Regions from separate parts of the Drosophila melanogaster genome. Here region 1 is linked to region 2. Evidence: chromatin contacts called from public Hi-C data. All regions are on one chromosome and are shown on one strand. The core of a region is the stretch at or near the end of the contact, and the rest is flanking DNA. Distances in the headings are between cores, read along the strand shown.

Evidence for each region. Hi-C and Micro-C count contacts between places; a contact is called where the count stands out from the background.
Region 1: a contact with region 2 is called in a Hi-C map of the Kc167 cell line, with 5 times the contacts expected there. The contact joins the enhancer-like site here to the promoter of Sema1a in region 2. A contact is called at or near these places in 37 of 107 Hi-C or Micro-C datasets (the Clone 8 cell line, the D17-c3 cell line, the Kc167 cell line and 17 more) and 2 of 6 datasets of contacts at active chromatin or transcription factors (the Kc167 cell line and the S2 cell line).

What each region holds. Positions count from the first base shown.
Region 1 is chr2L:8,608,976-8,616,496 of dm6, reverse strand. The region is part of intron 3 of Sema1a (Semaphorin 1a); the gene reads right to left. Among named protein-coding and RNA genes, the nearest start is that of tRNA:Asp-GTC-1-6, 7.3 kb to the left of the region's middle. Within about 2 kb of position 2,331, at least 8 of the 39 cell types and tissues checked have an H3K27ac peak or open chromatin away from gene starts, as enhancers often do. A contact at or near this core is called in the Kc167 cell line, the S2 cell line, embryonic neurons and 1 more, where this site is marked.
Region 2 is chr2L:8,540,530-8,547,554 of dm6, reverse strand. Sema1a (Semaphorin 1a) reads right to left here and starts at 5,408. Exons shown (of 22, transcript NM_135399.5): 1 at 5,343-5,408; 2 at 2,322-3,011. CG17834 reads right to left here. Exons shown (of 6, transcript NM_164827.2): 6 at 6,116-7,025. The coding sequence ends at 6,319. It overlaps tRNA:Asp-GTC-1-4 (transfer RNA:Aspartic acid-GTC 1-4), which reads left to right and starts at 5,932; the gene lies at 5,932-6,003. tRNA:Asp-GTC-1-5 (transfer RNA:Aspartic acid-GTC 1-5) reads right to left here and starts at 5,794; the gene lies at 5,723-5,794.

The DNA.
Region 1 (7,521 bases), core at 1,082-3,581, 72 kb before region 2:
CCCGCAAATCAATGTGGTTACGATTAAATTTACCGAATCGTAATAAAACCGCAGAAACTAATAATGAAAAATCCAAACGTTAAATGACCCTCTGGGATAGTCAGTTATTCCAACACCCAGTCAAGTTCGATGGAAAGTTGCAGCCACCCAAATTATACACCCCAATCAACCATCAACCATCCAGCCAACACCCATTCCACCCACATCATTTGCAATCCGATAACAATGCGGGTGCGTTTAGTTGCACGATACACGAATGCCAACAAGAAATGCCTCTCGGATAGTCATGGTCCATGCAAATTACGTTAGGCCGGCGACTTTGATGTCGCCAGCAGTGAAATCGAATCACAGGGCAAACACTCAACGTGCCACGTTATCCGATCCGTTGTGGCAACCTGATTTGCTAACGATAATTTCCAGTTTTGAAAGCCATGGCATTTGCATTTCCGGATAGTGCGAGGAGGCACTATGGGGGATTATTGAAGATGTCCATTGGCGGAGCTCCCCCTTTTGATTAGCAATTATACAAGTAGTACTGGAGGATGTGGTCGAGAGCTTGTTGAGACTCAAATAAGAGGATTGCGACGTAAGTAAAACATTTTTTATACCTAAGAACTCAACGTAATAGTTCTTTGTAGAAATAAATTTATCTATGATCTATGACGTCATTCAGTACTTTCATCCAATTCACAGTACGTTCTAATACGAGTAAGTAAGTAGTCATTCTGATAAATGTATATAATTTTATCAAGATATCAGGCTGATTTCCACCCCCTAATTTATTGGGGTTGCAGTTGCCGGGACTCTGACGACACTAATCAGAATTAGTTCCTGCTATATCCGTCCGGCAGACAGTTTGCCCCCAACTGCTTAGTCGTACTTTGTGTCTACAATTTATTTCAGTCGTTTTAATTGATTCTGTCGCTTTCCTCGCTCGGGGGTTCCATGGTTTGCTCCATGGGCTGCCAAAGACGCAGAATGCAGCCGGCGCATCTTGTTATTTGTAGCAATTAATATCCAATATCTGGGTGCTGGCATCATTAGTTTATTTTCCTTTCGCTGCCAACTTTATTTTTATTCCCTTTCCAACAAATATATGTATATATATATATATATCTTTTTTTGTTATTCTTTTCTATCTGTCCGATACGTTTCACTTGGCGCTACAAAGAAAGCTACTAATATCAATGGGAAAACTACAACAAAGGCGCAGGCCAACTTCAGTACTGTTATTAAGAAGCGAAGTGAAAATACACTGGGAAAATCTCTTACTATCATTTAGTTTAATGGAAAACGATGTCACTAATGTTTAATAACTCCAAGTCATTATCAATATTTACAGGATAAGAAATAACTCATTCATTATTTTATGTTTCTTTAGATTTTAAATTTGAATTGCATTTTTTGCAGCAGTGTACAGGATGACCAGGGTTGACTGGCTTCTGCTCAGCTTCTTCCTGATGATGCTGCATTTGACAGACCATTTATCATCCCACTAATTGTGTATCATTAAAAAAAAAAGAGGCAAGTCCGCGCACAGATCCGACACTGGCGTCGATGTTAACCCAAAGGATCCGGGATAGGAGCGGGAAATACAAAATAAAAACAGCTCCGTTTTCATCCGCAGGACGAAGCCACAGCCGGCGGTATCGATGTTCGCTGACAATAGCAGACTGTGACAAGCAGCCGGGCTTGGCTCGAATGCCGGCGACATTAACAGGGGGCACTGGCTACAACAAACAGCCATGACAGTGATAGAAATCTGTGGCAAGCGGATTAAACGTGTTCACAGTCCGCCGGCAGGAGGCAAATGGAAGGAGGTGTCTTTGTAGAAGTCAGTCATCATTATTGCCACTTTGCCACCCACCGAATGGAGCGCAAGCACAATGGGTACGAAAAAGTCGATAGGGGGCACAACTAATGATTCTCAAAGAAATACATATATCAGATAACCCAAGATTGAAAACTTTTCATAAATGATTGGTTTTCGAAAACCCTATAGGATCCCCTTTCATTTTTAGGATTGCTGACTCCGTAACGTGCTCAAATAAGCTCCTTCTACTCTTAGAATTTCATTTAATATGATGTGGTATGTGTTATGCGTTCTAGATCAGAAATCAATAACTTAGAGCGTGCCAGCTTTTTTCTATCCGATTTTACTTTAGCAAAACAAAAGTATATAGTCATATAAAGGTCTGATCCCAGAATTTAACCCTTTTCACAAGTAATCCCCACTGTTCAAGAACGCGGACAACAATGGAGCCGGATGTGTGTCGATGGTGGTGGAAGCCAGACTAATGAGAAACGTGCGCCATGAGTTGCGATAAATGGTTAAGTCAGCGGAATCGCTGATAGTAAGCCATCTATTGCAGGTTCTGCCCCGCGGTAGACCCTCGCAACGCACAAATACATAATAATCATAAAAATTCAAAGCTTCATCGCCTCCCACCCCCCCAACTCACTAAATGGCATCGATGATGGATTACGACGTCAACTCGTTGGGTATGGTACTGAAATTGAGCCCGAGGTCTGATGAAAATGTTAATGTCGTTGCGAATCGCTTTGTTAATCCATCCATCCTACCATCCCATCCAGGACGAGTTGCTTGATTTTCCGATTCCCCAGCCTCGGTCCATTCCCATGGTAAGGTCGGAAAACAATTATGACCAGGCTTTGTGCAGGATCTCCCCGAACTGGTGGCCAAGTTAGTTTGGTGTCCAGGACTGGGCGAAAGTTGTCACGTAATACACACTAATTAATATTGATATTTTCTGATAATGAGCCTTCGATGGCGTGGCCATTGCAGTTTCTGCTTAGTCAATGGCATTTTGATAGGCCGGAATCGATATTCTGCCCTGGGGATAGCTTGCTTCTAATTAGAGAGAAATGCTAATTGAAATAGTAGAGTTGGAAATTCGCTTAAGTGTGTGGAGGAATTTTAAGAGTAAACCCCATCGATTGCTAAGTATGTCAGCGAACTCTCTGCATTGCTAACTGGCTGACTTTCCCATTAGCACATTTTGTGTATCTGAGATTTTGTTCAAACTTAAGCTCACGCATCAAACATAAATTTGTTTATGACTCATATAAAAGCAGCATAGCATCATTAGTTGTAGTTCGCAAGTCGAAAACTACAATAATCTCTGCACTCCCGTAATTAGTTATGTCTGACAGCAAATCTCGATTGCCACACCCACCCATTGTCATTAAAAAGCCCAACACGTATCTTGTTCGACATTTGATAGAACAAACAATACAAAACGAAGCAGGCAAAAGAAAAGGAAAACTCGTTTCGACCTTAACGGGGTCGTAAAGGAGCCAGGAGTTGCTGGTTGGTTGGTTGGTTTCGGTTAGTATGCCAAATGCATTCAACGCGGCAGGTCCTGCAGATCACACTTAATGGTTATGCCCATGTCTACAGCAGCCTCGTAAAAGTGAGAGGGACAAAAGCAATGAAAAGCGCCTATACTGAATGAAAAACGCATAACAAATTGCAAATTAAAAGCTTTAAGGTCACATTCCAAACATCACAAGAGCTTATGTCCTTAGAAACGGTAAGGTTAGCCTATAGATAGATAGATATAGATATATATATTTAGATATATTCATTTTTCATTTCACTTAATTTTTGTTCAGTGTACCTCTTGACATCCTGTTCTCTTCTGGCTACTGATAAGGACGAGTGGGTAGGGCAACAAAAATATTTAATGAAATCAGCAGTGGCACAACAGCGTGGAGATGGAAGCATAACAAAATGCAATTGTTGCATTATTAATTTATATTATGCGCAATTGTTGCAAACTGTGGGCAGAAGGTCCTCGCACACAGATGCACACACACACACACACACATGACCGCCGTTCATGCGGAAAATCGCGGCAAGGACGACGAGGGGGAGTAATCGGGGTAGGAAACAGACACAGGCCGCAAGATAAGCATGTAAAGGTTGCTCGACTGAAACCGTAAAAGAAGCACAAACATAACAAAAAAATATATATATATACTGCAAAGGATAACGACGGCAGGAGGAAGTAGAGCCAACCAATTTGCTACCGCTCTCGCTGCCTTTGTTTCTCGCCCGGAAAGGTGAAGGAAAATGTGGTAATAAAAACAACAATTGAACACAGTTATGATTGAAGTGGAAGCAAAGCCAGCACAAAGGACCTCACCATACGGGGTAGTTAAGTTAAGGGATCTGGGGCCGAGCCACCGCATCCACCACCACCACCATCATCATCACCATCACCACCACCACCACCGCCGACATCAGCACCACAGGTCCATCCCCAGCTGGCGCTGGTATTGTAATACGTATCGATCGATTTGACGGCTGCCACTGCCGATGACACACACACACACACACACGCAGCCTCTTCTAATCGCACGTGATACACAATGAAAGTCGGAAAAATTCACAAAATAATTCCAGATTTGTCGGTGAGAACTACGTACCGAAAAATGCAGCTTACGAATTTTTCTGCCTATTTGAATGACCTTTAAATTGCAATGGTCATGATACACGTTGACCAGTAACAAAATGTTGTCTTCATTTATTTTGTACCCAAAAAATTCACTTTTTCTTAACTTTATGACAATAGGCATACAAAATCTTCCATTAAAATTAATACGATATAAGTTAGACGATTTAAATGCATTAGATTTAGGTCATGTTTGAATTACTTCACGAACCCCTTAGAGCTGATTTATATCACTTTATTAGGAAATGGCATGGTTTCCGCATGAGTTTTAAGCCACGAAAATTTCTTAAGCAATCCGAATGTTAGCGAATCAATAACTCATATCAATGGCTGAGGTAGAGAGACCTCACCTCAATTCCATGTCTAATGCTCAGTTGGCTAATTTGGTAAACCGATTTCTTGCGCATTATTTCCAGCTCAGTTGCTCAATTGATTGAACTAATCAAAGTTTCTGCCTGAGTGCAACTTTCTCGCAGTGTAGCCGGCACAGGAAATGGTAAGTTTGCCAACAATTATGGTTCGCAGGCCCCACCACCTTCCCGCCGCCGCCGCTCATCCCATCCCATCCCATGTGTGTTGTGTTTGTGATCGAACTAAGCGCTGCTCCGTTTACCGCTTTGGGGCCATGGCCCATCATCCAACTTGGGGTTTTGGCAGGGTGGTTTTGGGAGGTTGGACAATGGAGGAGAGAGACTTTGATTATGTTGTTGCCTCAATAGTGGGGAGGCAACAAACGGGTGGCGCCACAAAGGTGGGACAGGGACAGAGGACTAGATCTCGGCGGTCCGTCTCTGTTCGTCGCCGGTTTATGGTTTGCGTTTGCATTTTCAACTAGTTAGCAGCTCTCGACGAGTCAGGCAGCCAAATTGCGGTTCACTATTCCAATGAGACATACACACCAGTACACTGCGCAAAAAATATCGACTCGCACTCCAAGAAACTAATAAGTCTTTGAGCAAATCTAATTCATTTGAAGGCATCGAATCAATCAATAAACGCAAGCATATCATTCAACAGAAGTGGGCTCTTCATCTTTCTCAGTGTATTTAGTATCTGTGTGTGCTTGGTCAAAATAATTGTTATTGTTGCTTGAGTGGAATGGGAATGAGTAGTGGGTTGGGGGTTGGGAGGCGATGAAGAACCGCATCCTCCAAACATTATAACGTTTTGCGGTATTGTGATTAACATTTCGGCCCGAGCCCCTAATGACCAAGTTGTCGACTTAGGATCGACCATTCTCGGCAACGGCAAAGTTATTAAACTCATATGTGTAACTCGGCATTGATTGGCGCCTGGTGGTGTGCGTGTGCGGTTTCCCAGTGTGTGTGAATGACAGAGTTTATATGCGTATGTGTGTGTGAGTGTGTGGATATGTATATAAGGGCCTGTGCCCGCGCTTGTTTGTCCAACGCCTCGTATACGTAATGAGTTTGCATGTGCATTTTCAATAAAAATTCATTTCACAATCGCTTCAGTCGAGTGTGTACAATGCTCGAGTAATTGCATTTTAAAAATTGCTTATTAAGGCAGAAATGGACACGCCCCGTACGCCCAGCTCCCTGATATCCTTTGTGTCGCCTGCCCAACAGAACGAACTGTCGATTCATTCTCCTTCTTTTAATGGCCATTAATTAAAGTTGTAGCCATGCAATTTCTGATTAGCCCACAAATTACATTCACGTAGCTATCTGCAAAATGGGCACTTATACCATTTAATTTCTTACTCAATTTAACCACATAGTAAATTCCCAGTATCAGATTGGGTCAAGAATTGACGATTTTACGAACCTGCAATGAGAGCAAATGGGAGGTAAAAAGAATTAGAATGCTATTTGAATAGGTATTTTCAATTTAATAATACAAGCTATCGACATGGTTTGGACACCTTGTCGTATACGTAATAATGAAACGATAATAATCATTCAATATTTTGGGACTTAAATTTGGCTATGCTGCAATTAGAATACCTTGCACTATATGGAAAACGCAATCCTTCTCCACCTTACCGTAAAATTTATGGGTGGCGAAAAACTTCGAGCTAAAGAGACGGATCCCGTCTGTCAAATCAACGTGGAGAGCGCCGCAAAGTATGCAATTTACAAAAATAACGTGAAATATTTTCGCAACGCATCGCTGCTTGGTTCGCTAAAGAAAAAAAAACATACCCCACAAACTGCATCCTTAACCCAACTTTTAGCTTCGACACGAACTGATTTATAAAGTTTACAAATGCGTGGCAAAAACCTCGTGACTTGACTTGACTTGAGTTGACTGACGGACCCGGGGTTTTCGCTAGCTACGGCTACGGTTTTGGCTTGAGCTGGCTTCAGTTTCTGGGATTTTGGTTGAAAAACGTTTGCCACTTAACACGTACGCCGCATATTTTGTGCCACGCCCTATCCTTTTTCGAGCGTACCCGGTCCGACCGAAATGTGTTTTTACACCCAGAAATTTTTGCTGATTTTGCTGAGTTCGTTTGCAGCCGGCGAAATTTGTACGCTGAGTGCAGAAGTTGCTCCGCTGACTGCTGCCATGTGCTTTGTTTGTGCCGCTCTGATCCTTGAATAATCAACAACAGCAGCAGTACTATACTATATACTATATATACCTATATATATGGCCGTATACACACAAAATCGAAAAAACTATGGTCGAGGTTGGCGAAGAGCAGGCAGCAGCGGCGTACGTTGCTCAAATATTAATGTTGACCCTGGACGGGCAGACAGGACTCGACTGCTCGTTAGCCGGATTCACAGTCCGCAAGGATACTTCCAGTATGCCGCAGATGCGGCGGCATCATTCGTAATCAGGAGATGAACTTTCGCCGTCATTAACACAATATTTTAAAGAATTGACAAAGATTTGTGCAGCTTGCGTGCTGAATTAGTTGATTTGTTCCAAATTTATTAGGTTTGGTTACGAATTCAATTGGCTAATGGTATTATAAAGGACAACCTAGAAAAGCCAATAAGAATAGCTGATATCACTTGCTATAAGAAATGCATTTTCATACCTAACTTATACTGAGACTTTGCAATATGTA
Region 2 (7,025 bases), core at 4,159-6,658:
CCAACTTGCAGTCTGGTCGAGATGAAATCGTAGAAATTGAATTGAATCGCTTTGGAGTTGGGGGCCAAATGGCGAATGGCAAATAGCAAATGGCAAACGATATGCGTATCAATGGATAACAAAACGAGGAAAAATTGTATCGGTAGACAACTACAAATAGCAAACATTGCAAAAGAAGAAAAACAGTCCAAGTGCTACCAAAACACACAAATGCGAACCAGTTAGCCAGTCGGAAAGAAACCGAGTTCAGTCAGTGATGTTAATTTTTATAAAATAAAATCACTAGTACTTTAATAAGAAACATATAAAGCTTAATTTGTGATAATCATATAGTAATGTTACAGTTTGCAAAACTAGAGTATTTAATTTTTATAAATTTATTTATTTTCATCTCCGCCAGCAAAATTAATAAGTATCTCGATATTCTGGCTATTTTCCCAGCACTTTTGCTGGCCAACTCCGTTTGAATTTGCCTGTTAATCCATCTATATGCTAGTCTGCTCATTCAATTTCTTCGGATGTGATAACTTACTGCACGACTTTGGCTTTTCTAGTCTTGTTTGGTGGGTAGATGGAGGATTTCCACCACCCACTGCGCTCAGCACCCGCACATTTAACTGAAATGTAACTTTTCTATCCGCGGCACTGTTGTTGTTGCGCTTTTCCTTGGCTCTTTCTTTCTACACATATGTGTATCTTGAACGCGTTTCGTTGTATCTACTTAAGGCAGCTTAAATATTTGTGTAACATAATACAAAACATACGGGCTTCTTTGGTTATACTTAGATACATAGATTAGATACTTGGCTAGGAGAATGTGAAATGGGCCGCAGAGTGGCAAAGGAGGTTGAAAGCCAGAAGTCCACAGTCATCTAAACCACAGTCTAAGCTCACCCGTCTTTGCACAATGGGAAGCAAATATAGTTTATTAATAAAAAAGATAATTGATTAAAATTTAATAAGAGAAATTCAGAGAATTTGAAGAAGATCATCAATTGTATTTCAATTCTTATCAGATACATTTATGTCGTTTACCATGAGAGGGGGAATCAAATTACCATAAGAACTTGGAATAACATTTCAAGAAATGACCATTTACAAAAATGAAAGATTCAGGGGAAATACAACATCCCATTAGGCTAATCTCAGCGGATTAACGTAGATGGCTCTCTGTTAAATTCCTAAATATGCAAGCGATTAAAAGATTAAAGCTATCAAAAGCGATGACGAAGACCATTTCTCGAATCGAAAATGTATCACAAAACGAGAGTAAAAAAGAGGCAATCACAGATAGGAAAAGAAACAGATTACAGCTGTGAAATCGGTTAAGTAATGCAGACATAAATGCGGGTGAAGCAGAACTAAATCAGATTCCCGAGTGGAATATTCAATTTTTTCAGCTTGCGTGTCAATGAGTAGGCGCTTAAGGGATTGAGCACATAAAAAATACTTCATATGAAGTGTACCAGTTTAAATTTATCAAAACAAATAAAAAGATCTGATAACCAATTTAAAAACCCCTCTTTTGGGTATTAAAATAAATAAAGTTTTAGTTATTCAAATGCAACCTAAGAACTTGGCAAAGAAATTGTTCAAACTGGCATCTTTATGTTTTTACTTAATAGCTACCACATTTTTATCAACATTTCCAAATCACTTGTTGTCGGTGTCCCTTTTCTGTGGTTCCCACTGTAGCCGTATCTTAAGTGTTTGGTTCGCCTTTGTTTTCCCGACCGTCCAATCATCTGCTCCACTGTGCCGGGGTATCAGCGTGCTTTGTTTACATTTCAAATGGAAATCGCTCCGTTTTGTATCTCTGTCTGAGCTCCGATATCTCCTGCTGTGTGTCCGAGGGTATATTCCGTATCTGTCTGCAAAAGTGCATTTCAACCATTTTCGGTTTGTCCTAATGAGTCTCGTCCAATGCCCACACCCTTCGCACTCAAGCAGTCGTGTGTGTGGCGTACGCAAATATCGAGAACGACTTTTGCTGACCCTACCAAGGTATGTCCTTCCTTATCCTAGAACGTGGCCAAAGGACAATACGTGCGCTAAATATAGATATTTCCCGGCACGACCGATGTGCATCCACTTAACCCTTGAAAAAAAACAACAATTTTGGGAGCTGAAGGCAACAAGACCCAGTGTTAATGCATTTTCGAACATCCCAATGTATCTGGCATAAAATACGTTCTGATTTTCCAGAAAATTAACTCCACCATTTCCTGCGATTAATCTTAATCCAAATGACTATGTTTATAAAAATGCGACACTTGGATTGCTCTTACTATATTTAATAAGATATTTATTTCTAAACGTACCTTTCCAAAAACTGTCCAGCAAAATGAATTGTTCAAAAGTTGAAACTCCGTAGACGTTGGAATCCAAAATATTCTGAAGATTACGCAATTGATTAGTCCCAGCGAGTCCTGTTTATCGTTTGTTTGCTGACATTGATCGATTGATTGGGCTGTTGTTGTTGTTGTGGTTGTTCTGATAGCTCGATTATCGATTCGCACACACAGACTGGTGAATTGGAATTTTTTGATTCGCACCGATCGCTTGTCGTACTTAAACAAATTATAGACACTTACACGAGACAACACCGAAGAACACAAATTTGTTATATTTACTTTATACGCAGATTAATGCCAGCGGACGACGATGAATAATAGGATAACAGCAAGAACAACAACAACGATGCACGACGACGACGACGACAAATATTGTACATATGTACAGAGGATACAAGGACTCACGCACACAGATGCAGACGCAGATGCACGGGCGCGATAACGGTTATATCGGATATATGAATAGACGAAACGACGAACGGGGGGGCGGGGCGGTGCGGTGCAGGAGTCGAATTAACGCGACGGCGATTATCCCTTAACGGTACCGGTTCTTCATGCGATAAGTAGGCTACGGATGCGATTTCTGAGCATATTTTCTTGGTTTATTCTTTTTCTTTATTCAAATTTGCCTTATTCACTTTGTTTCTGGCTTAAATACTGTGGAAATGGGAGAAGGAAAACTGGATTAGATTTCAGTTTCCCAATCAAAAGTTATGGCCGCAGGAAGAGCTTATCTTGAACACAAATATCTGGCATGTAGGGCTTTTTGAATTAAAATTAATATTTGCTACGATATGAAACACGATTTGATGAAGAAATGATCAAGAAATATCAATTGAAACACTTTGTAATTCAACTTTTTTCCTGATAAATTTCTTATTATGACAACAGTACTTTAGTTTTCTTTTTTTGGTTGGCAACGCGCTGCGGAGAGATGCGAATGGGGGGCACAAGGCAGAGTCGAAAAACATTATGCGGGGGGTGCGTGAGTTTGAGGAAGAAGAATAAGAGAGTGCTGCTCTCTCCCACTCTTACTCTCACTCTCTCTGAGTCAATTTGAAACGCCGCGAGAATGAAATGCAGCGAAACGAATGGTGCACAAAACGTGGCCAGGAAAATAGAGAAATAAACAAAATATAAAAAGGATAATCCCAAAGAGAGAGGGAGGGTGGGTTAGCGAGAGCCAGGACCGTTTCATTCCCAAAACGTACCCAAAACAGAATACAAAAGCCTGGCTCTCCTTTCAACTCTCTCGCCCTCTTGCTCACACCCGCAGGATGGCGAAAAATCAATGAAAAATATGTGGAAAAATTGCCGAAATTGTATATTTTTGTGGATTCGCTCTGCTGCGGCCTAAACTTTGGGTGGAAACACAGTTTTCGTTATTTTCTTTTTCTAATGTGCCATAATATTCCAATTTTGTTGTGATTGCCAATTGCAATTGGGCAATTTTCGGCTTTATTATTGTTGCACACAAACACTCACACTAGCTCTCGATTGCACATGTTTCTAAATTGAGCAATTACCAATTTATTAATTAATGTACACAATGGACAAATCACTTTTCACAATTGCGCGACACAAAGGTAGCGGTGCTGGAATTTGTTTATCAACGCGAAAGAAACATTTATATCCTTGTCGAATATCCGGAAATTAACAAGAAAATATCTTGAAAAATAATATTTTACAAGAAACCAAATTTCGTTTTATGCAGCGTTTCTACCGGCGATTTATCCAATATTTTTGTTTATTTATTAATGCTGTTTTCAGATATTTTCCAACCGGAGCAACAACGCGCTGCAGCAGCGCGGGCGTTAAATTTTCGAATGAAAAGGGAACTCGCACGAAAGAGAGTTCAGTCTCAAATGGCACTTTCTCTGGCGCTAGGGCATTTTCCGCGCGTTAGTGCGTTTTCCAGCGCTGACTGCGAAGTCGCGAACGGTCACTTTTTCGGTTCTCTTTTTCTCTCTCCTCTCTTCTCTTAACAGCTGGTCAACAAACAATATGCAAATTAAAAAAAAAAACAATAAGGATAATTATTTTATTGACCTAAATATTAAACTAAGAGCGTGCTACTAAAAATTTATATAAAAATTGCAGGCCATAACACCATGTTATTTATATTACCGAATTTTATTGGAAAAAATGTTGTCTATGGCAAATTGAAAACATTAAAAAATATTAATAAATTTTTATCTAAAATTACTCAAACGATAAAATGCTTGAGCTCTTTTATTTGTTCACGCAAAATTGGAAAACACATACACGGTTAAGTTTCTTATTTCATAAACATATTAGTTTCTTGTGTCCTTTAGAAGGAACACGCTTAAAGAGAAATTTTAAAATGAGAGGCTCTCTTCAATAAGCCCTCTCCTCTCACTATTTCCTTTTCGTTGACTGAAACTCCCCCTCAATATAATCGGCCGCTTTAAACTCTTATTCTCCCTCGCGATACTTAAAATAATTAATTTAGTTATTCAAAAAAAATCAAGAATATTTTGAAAATTATGGAAAATACATAGTTTCAATTCAAATAGAAAATAGAAATAATGTTTGAAATTTCCGTCGTTCCGCTCTCAGTGGGCGCGGGTGAGACTGCGCCTGTCAAGGGCGTTTGTGTACGAATTTTGAATATCAACAATCTGAGGGCACGTGTAGAAAAAAATTTTTAAAAATTATATATTAGGAGAACACTTCTATAATCAGAAACCATATTTAGTCACCAAAAATAGTTCTTCTCGAATAATAAATACGTTTGGTACCTGGTACCTAATTGAAACCTGGCAGCTCTACACTCTTTTCCTATTAGGTTCTCTCTTAAAACGCGCTCTCTGTTTTGCCGGCCGTTTATATGTATTGCTTTATTTATAATTTACAATTTAACCAATTCACTTGGACACGCTTCTTATTCATATTTGTTTAATTCACAACTTAATAAATTATTAGGGCACTCTACGAAATATATTGTTTATGTTTTTATATGAGCACCTTGCAAATAAAACAACTAGAATGTTTTGTTGTACAAACAACACACACGCCAATACGAATGAAAACTGGTCGACTAGCGTTGCCATTGGGAATTTCTACAGCCAGTGCTACCATATTGGGTGGTAAGCTAAATGGGTCCGGCTTACAGTTACCCCTTAACAAAACTTATATACCCGTTGAAATGTGTTTCATTATATATCACTTCCAGGATGACCTAATTAAATATACATGTTTGACGTTTTTTTAAGCTATATGGTGCAATTTTTTATTTTAATTTGTTGGTCTGAAACATGTATTGCATTACTTAAATTTTGAAATTAAAAAATTAAAAAATTAAATTAATAAATTAAAACAATCAACAAAAAGTAATTTTTACATCTCTCCCCGACGGGGAATTGAACCCCGGTCTCCCGCGTGACAGGCGGGGATACTAACCACTATACTATCGAGGATGTTGTCTACCCACTGTCAAACAACCGTCTCGAGCTTGCACACTGTCTTCAGAGTACAAATGGGGAACAGATGAAATTGAAACAAGCATTCACACTCCGCAAACGGAAAACCCGAGTTTGACTCACTTTGTATAACATCCTCGATAGTATAGTGGTTAGTATCCCCGCCTGTCACGCGGGAGACCGGGGTTCAATTCCCCGTCGGGGAGATAAGTGCATTTTTTTTCAAGCTCGCATTTATTTCTTTTAAAATGGTACAAATAGATATCGTTTAGATTTTTATAAAGATTTATTAAGTAGGATCTTTAATCGCTGTTTTTTGTGGTAAAATACAATTTATTTTGTAATATCAATCATTAATTCAAAATGAAGTACATCTGAATACTGAGGAATTGTTTGGACAAGGTCATTGCTTAGAAGATAATACAGAAAACGCATAAGCAGGTACTAAAGGCTAATAAATTTAAAACATTAAAAACATGGACAAAGTGATTAACAAATAAATATGTATATCTGCAGTGCGACTAGTCAACCTGCTTGCCCTCGTCGCGATTTCGTTTGAAGGACACGGAATGAATAAGTAAGGGCGGTAGATTGCCACGCAGCATCTGGAGTCGTTTGCTCTTCTCCTTCTCTGGCCGTCGCAGTTCGTCCTTGGAGGACCCGGGCGAGGCAGAGGACGAGGCCATCGATGGCGACATGGAGGCCAGTGAACTGGCGCCGGGCAGCACCTCAGAGCTCTGGGTCAATAGCATGGCAGATCGACGGAAGTAGCGCGGCATGGAGTAATCATCCTGTGTGGCCCGAGCAGCATTCGCCGTTTGAATGGAATAGAGACTCTGCGATACCCGGTACTTCTCAATAGTGGGCGTGTCCTCGTAGTTCTTAGGCAGATTACTGAACGATATCGATGGCACCTCCGGCGTCATGCTGATCTGACTGCTTCCGGTCATCGTACCGCTAATGGAGAATATATCCGTCTCACTGGCCGACGAACGGACATTCATGTGCGGAACGCTCTTGGCGGATCGCAGGATCCGTTTGGGCGTGGTCGTCAGTCCACTGGGGTTGGCCAGCAGATGAGGATGCCGGTCGATGAGGCGAGGTCGCAGCACCACCTCCTCCATGATCTCCTCCTCCTCATCGGCCTTGTCGTCCTCCTTCTCCTCCTCGGCAATGGCCTCGAACTTTTTGGGAGTAAGTGTCGTTTGGCTACCCGACGGCGAGCATT